Regions from separate parts of the Mus musculus genome. Here region 1 is linked to region 2. A link is a contact called in public Hi-C data. All regions are on one chromosome and are shown on one strand. Each heading gives the region's core, a stretch centred on a gene start, on an enhancer-like site or on the middle of the called end of the contact. The rest is flanking DNA. Distances are from core to core; before and after follow the strand shown.

Region 1 (2,804 bases), core at 115-2,614, 68 kb after region 2:
AAAGCTGGCAACTCGGGAAGGAGAATGCAGCTGAGCCGAGAAGAGGGAATCAGTAGACGGGGGTGTCGTGCAGGTCTTTCTGGGTACAGGAGGCACTGGGACAGGTATTGGGGGCACCAAGGAAGGTTTGGGGGGCCCTCAACATGGTCTTGCTAGTCATGTTGATATTCACCATGATCAGCTGGGGCATACACTCTAATGCTGCTTATCTGGCAGACACCACACTTCCAGGCTCACAAGGTCTGGACTGAGAGGTATAAAAAGGAGCTGCTTTCCCCAATGGCTCATCAGGGCCAAAGTGAGGAGACCTTTTATGGGGTCCTGTCCCTAGGTGGGGCTGTCACAACCCTAAGTGAAAACAGATGTTTTCTCTCATGTCACTGCCAAGTGGGATTCAAGACTGCTGGACTCCAAAGGTCACTACAGACATGTCCTTCCACTCTAGGGTCCAAGCAGACAGACAGATTGGGGGGGGGACTCTAAACAGAGGGTGGTCAACTCTAAAGTCTGAAGCTGGTGCCCCCAAAGGGGGCCGGGAACAGCTGGGAGCCCAGAGGGATAAGAACCACTCCATACAAAGTTTCCCATTGCTCTTCAATGAGAAACAGAGTCTGTCAATTATAGACATGTAAGATACAGTCCCAGAGGGTGTGAGTCCTGCACCTCCCAGTCCATCGGCAGGGGCAGTCCTGTGACCATCAGTGTGCCTGTGACTGTTATGTTTCTCTCTCCTTTAAATTAAAAAAATAAAAATAAATAAAACCTTCCAAAGCAACAGGTTTCCTTGTGGCATTTCAAACGTCTTGAGTTTCAGTTGGCTGTCCCCACCCCTTCTTCTCCACCATTTCTTGCCCCTCCTCCCCATTTATTTCTTTCTATCCCCAGTATTCCCTGTTCAATCTCATATCACAAGTCGTAGTTTACCCTCCCCACCCCCACCCCTTGAACCCACCCTCATTCAAATAAACACATCAGTAAAAAGTTGAAGTCAGGATCTCCATATGAGCAGGGAAATTTGTCCTTCTGAGTCTGGCGTACCTCACTTGCTGTAATATTTCCCATTTTCTTCCATCTTGCTGCAAATGTCATGATTTCCCCCCTTCCCCCGTTTTTTAATGGCTTAAAATCTTCTATACTGCAGCTTGATTATCCTTTTGACTGCTGATGGGCATCTAGAACGAGTCTCTTTCCTTGCTATTGTGACCTGATCAGCCATGATCATGGATGACCAAGTATCTCTGCAGCAGGGTATAGAATCCTTTTAGGGTGGATGCTTTGGTGTGCAGCAAATTCCTTGGTTCCTGGATGGAAACGGAGCAGAGACCTGCCACGCAGTTCCACTGTGCTCCACTAGGTGGCTCTTTGCGCTCTCGGATGTCTGCAGGCGTTCAGACAGGTGAATGCCTCTCATTGGTTGGCGGGAGGCATGATGCCACCCAGCAGCTCTTTTTAAGAGAAAAGCCAGGACCAGGGAAGCAGCCACCCCTGAGCATTGCCTTCTGAGCTGTTCTGTGGGACCTAGCTGCGGAGTCAGGCCAACATGAGTGAGGTGAGCAATCCTTCCACTCTCACAGGGAAACCGCAGAGTGAGAAGGCTCTGCCCCTGTGGGATTCTCAGAAACCCAAAAGGTGCCCAGTGGGGCTGAGGGGTAGATGGATCCTGTTATTATTTGCTTTGAGCATAGGCTGTCTTGATAGCTTTGTTTGAATGCAGTGTAGAAATTTGCTAAGTTTGCAACTTTTGAAATTAGCCTTAGAAAGAGAAAGGGATGTAGGTATATTGTTTCTGATCTATGACTTAGGATTTTGTACCTCTGAAGAGAAAGCCAGTTATTTGATTCTTTCATGAATATTTGTGCTTTCTCCAGGGAGTGCGTCCTCACGTGTTTCCTTGGGATACAATCTGAATGTTAGCAGACAGTGCTAGCCACCTGGGAAATCCGGTCTCAGAAAAGAGGTGGGGAAGGGGGTTAGGATTTGTGCCTAAGTGCAGCTCTTGCAGAATCATTGTCTGTGACAGGGCTTGCAGTTAATCAGTTAATCAGAGCCCTGGAAAACATTCGGAGTCCAAGCTTGAGTGTGTGTGTGTGTGTGTGTGTGTGTGTGTGTGAGAGAGAGAGAGAGAGAGAGAGAGAGAGAGAGAGAGAGAGAGAAACTGCTACCTCTGAGGCATCAGGGAGTGTTGGCAAAAGAGCTCATTTTAAACCCAAGACCCTTTTCTGATTAAATGTATATAGAATATACAAGCTGGTGGCTTGCATATTTTTCTTTTAAAAAGCAACTGTAATCTCTCCCACAAGATTTGGGGTTACACAGTGCTATCCTCTTCAACTAGATGCCCAGCCAAGTCTGTTTTCATTTCCTCTCACTTGATACTTAATTACTGTGAAAGATCTGTTATCTTCTTTGTATTTTATTTAAAAAAAATGTTTGACAGATGGGTGATCTTTTTTTGGAAGTCTAGAGTAGAATTAACAACTTCAGAAATCAAATGTCTCCTCGCAGCTCCTCTCTCCTCTATGGACAGCTTTGGATCCAAACAACAGGCAGAAGGGCAAGGTGGTGCAGCACCCAGGCACAGGACTTGGGAGAGAGCCAAGAGCTTGGGGGAGGAGGAGGGTGGATCTGGGCTGGGAGATGGGAGTCTCCTGGCAACCCTGGGAACAGAAGCCACAGTGACAGCCATTGGTTGCCTCATGGTGTAAATGCTGAGAGCAGTGCCAAGCACTCCCACATGTGTCCCCTTCTGTGAGCCTCTCCATATCCTGGGCAGTCGGTGACAGAGGAGGAAACTGAGGCACAGG
Region 2 (2,844 bases), core at 231-2,730:
ACCTGAGCCAGCTAAGTCATGAGCAACATGCAACTTGCAGTTTGTTCTCTTAGATGGAGTCTCTAAGACCTGAGTTAGCTCTGCGGTCCTGGCTACCTGAATCTGTGTAATGCACACCTACACTGGGCCCTTGGGCCCTTTGTCTCTTGGAAGAATGCTGGGTGCTGGGTTTGAAAGTCAGGAGAATAAGTGTGGTTTGCTATGCATATAAGGTCTGTGGCCATGAGGTTGAGAGTGGGGAAGATCTGGTTGGGACTGGAGTTTGGGTGGAGATGGGGAAAGTCCTTGGTCAGGAATATGTTTGGAACCTCTTGGAGGTTGGAGCTGTCACTGTCAGATTGCTAAGAGACAGGGTTTGGGTAGAAAGAGCAAATGTGGAATGCTTCTGAGGTCTCCATGAGATGTCATCATGGAGACTCAGCGTGCAGTTGAATGTGTAAGTCTGTCGTGTTTGCTGGACAAGACAATAATTAAACTGTGAGAACACAGTATGCTCCTTTTCTAATACAGAGTCAGCACTGGTTGTCATACATGTGTCAGTTGGAGTTAATATGGAGGAAATATTTTATATCTTAAAAATTGGCAAAACATAACCATCAACTTTCTCTGACCTGTACAAGTGAAACTCCTAGAAAGATGCATGCCCTGAGGTCCCCAGGTAGGAGGCATTCTCTTCTCATTCCTTTTGAAGAAGCTGCTCCAGACCTCTAAATCACTCACGGTATGGTTTGATCTGTGCAGTGACTGCTGTTGCCTTGTGGCGGTGGCATCGAGTGTGTTGTCTTTGTGGTCCCTGATTATTCTTTTTGGACATAATGGATTGACTTATATTTCCAGGCAACCTCTGGACTGTGTTTTGTCTCCCCATCTCTGGGATCCAGCTGCCTGCCTGCATTCTGCTAATGACACAGACCTTTCAGGCTTTAAGTGGGTAGGAGGGTCTGCTGATGCTCAGTTAGATAACATGGAAACTTAAATCTTGTTAGGGGGACACAGAAAGCCAGCAGAGGATATGGGGGCAGGGCGGGGGTGGTAGGGGTGGGACTGTGGCACAAATGAAGGTGGGTCTCAGTGACAGAGTACTAACTCCTAGTACACACTGCAGTCACTTCCTCAAGCTAAGTGGCAGGGAAACAAAGAGATCAGTTTTTCTCATTACAGCAGATCCTGGACTTGTGCATCTTTGGATGGATCTGGACGAAGCGGGGAGGGGGGCTGGGGTTGCAGAGGAGACAGGGTTTCTTTAGAAGCACTCATCTGGTAACCAAGAGGTGGCAGTTAACGGGAACAGTGCGCAGGCTGTGGAGAGTGTTTTATGTCCAGTCCTGGTGGCTCGCCCTGAGTTGGATCATGAGTTGATAAGGACAGGCTGCTGAGGGGCTCCCTGCCACCCAGCTGCAAGTGTGGTGTGTAAGATACTCTTGTTGTTGCTTGGACAGAAGGCCAGGTAAAAGCATTGTAGCACTTCAAACACTAGTACTTCAAACATTGTAGCACTTCATGAATGCCAGGTCCCTCAGCTCAGTTCAGTCTGGGAGTCTCCTGAGGGTGATGGGCAGTGTTTCTCAGAGCTTTTGTCTCCTGTAAGGATGTTATAGTCTGTGTACCGTCCATCCTCCAGCCCTCTTCCACTCAGCACTGATCTGTTTCCAGTTTACCCTGGCAAGGTAGGAAATGTGGCTGAGAGTGTACCCTTGTCTTTTCTCTGTTTCTTCTGAGGCTTCAGTGTGGCTCCAGTTTGTCACAGGCCCCCCCCCCCCCTTTACTACGAGGGCATTTCTGTACATGCCCTGGCCTCCAGCTCTTCTCCAGCTTAGGATGCTGGCTAGTCAGGGTTCAGGGTTATTGACTACAAGCTGTACTGTTTTGAGGACCCGGCCCCCTCTTTCATCCAGATCATAGTCTGAAAGGGCTGTAGTCTAAACTGAGCTCTCTAGCTGTGAGCCGGCCTGCAGCCAGTACTCTTCCTCATCTGGGTTACTGAGGAGCTCATTGGGCCAGAAAAATGGCTTATCCATAGAGACACAGGGTGCTACCGGCAACAGAGGCTCCTGCTTGTTGCTAATAGGACTTGGAGCAGGCAAAAGCTTGGCTCTGTAAACAGCACAGCAACTGCCAAGCAGGAGCTCAGGGCTACGTACAGCTCAATAGATGGCAGCATTTGGGGGCTATTTGGAGGTTTCCTGTCAATGCCCCAGCTTCCAGTACCTCTGAGCACCACACACCTGAGTCTCCATCTCTAGGCTGGTGAAAGCTGCTACATATGTATCTTCATCCTGGACTATGTGGCATGACTCTAATCACAGCCTATATCCAACAGTTACCCTGCGGCAGGCTCACTTTTGGAAGGCTGAGAGACCCCATCTGACAGAGCAGCTCCCGCAACTCTTTCCTGTTCTTTGTCTTTCCAGTTGAAGTCTAGAGTGCTATTGTCCAATGCCATGGAGTAGATATGTGAGGGTGATGCTCTTGAGTCAAGCCCTTCATCATTTTCTGATAGTTTCAGTGCAGAGGCCCTTTTAAGACTTCTAAGGGTAAGGATTGTCACAAGGACAGAGTGTTAGGGGGCTGTAGAAAGCTAGCCACTGTGGCCAGAATCTTAAGTAGGACAGTGGCTGCTGTGGATCACCGCAGAGGATGGTAAGCTTTATCAATGGTGCAAGATATAGACTTTCAGAACTGCTTAATCCCCCATTGCCCGGAACTCCTTTTTGTTCAACCCCACGTGGGGTCTTCCTAGAGTATTGGAGTATTCAAGATTTATTTGTTTTATGTGTATGGGTGTTTTTGCCCACATGTGTATATGTGTATCTTATATGTGCGGTGCTGTCAGAGAAACCAGAA

What was found. A called contact is a pair of places that touch in the nucleus more often than the background predicts.
Region 1: a contact with region 2 is called in a Hi-C map of the N1E-115 cell line, with 10 times the contacts expected there. The contact joins the promoter of Pcp4 here to the enhancer-like site in region 2. A contact is called at or near these places in 7 of 39 promoter capture datasets (the C10 cell line, cranial neural crest, embryonic stem cells and 4 more), 5 of 484 Hi-C or Micro-C datasets (ECoMG myeloid progenitors, the N1E-115 cell line, cardiomyocytes and 2 more) and 1 of 9 other capture datasets (adipose tissue).

The regions. Positions count from the first base shown.
Region 1 is chr16:96,466,242-96,469,045 of GRCm38.p6, forward strand. Pcp4 (Purkinje cell protein 4) reads left to right here and starts at 1,365. Exons shown (of 3, transcript NM_008791.3): 1 at 1,365-1,549. The coding sequence starts at 1,541.
Region 2 is chr16:96,398,196-96,401,039 of GRCm38.p6, forward strand. All of the region lies in intron 8 of Igsf5 (immunoglobulin superfamily, member 5), which reads left to right. Among named protein-coding and RNA genes, the nearest start is that of Gm32358, 27 kb to the right of the region's middle. Within about 2 kb of position 1,481, at least 15 of the 459 cell types and tissues checked have an H3K27ac peak or open chromatin away from gene starts, as enhancers often do. A contact at or near this core is called in the N1E-115 cell line and hippocampal neurons, where this site is marked.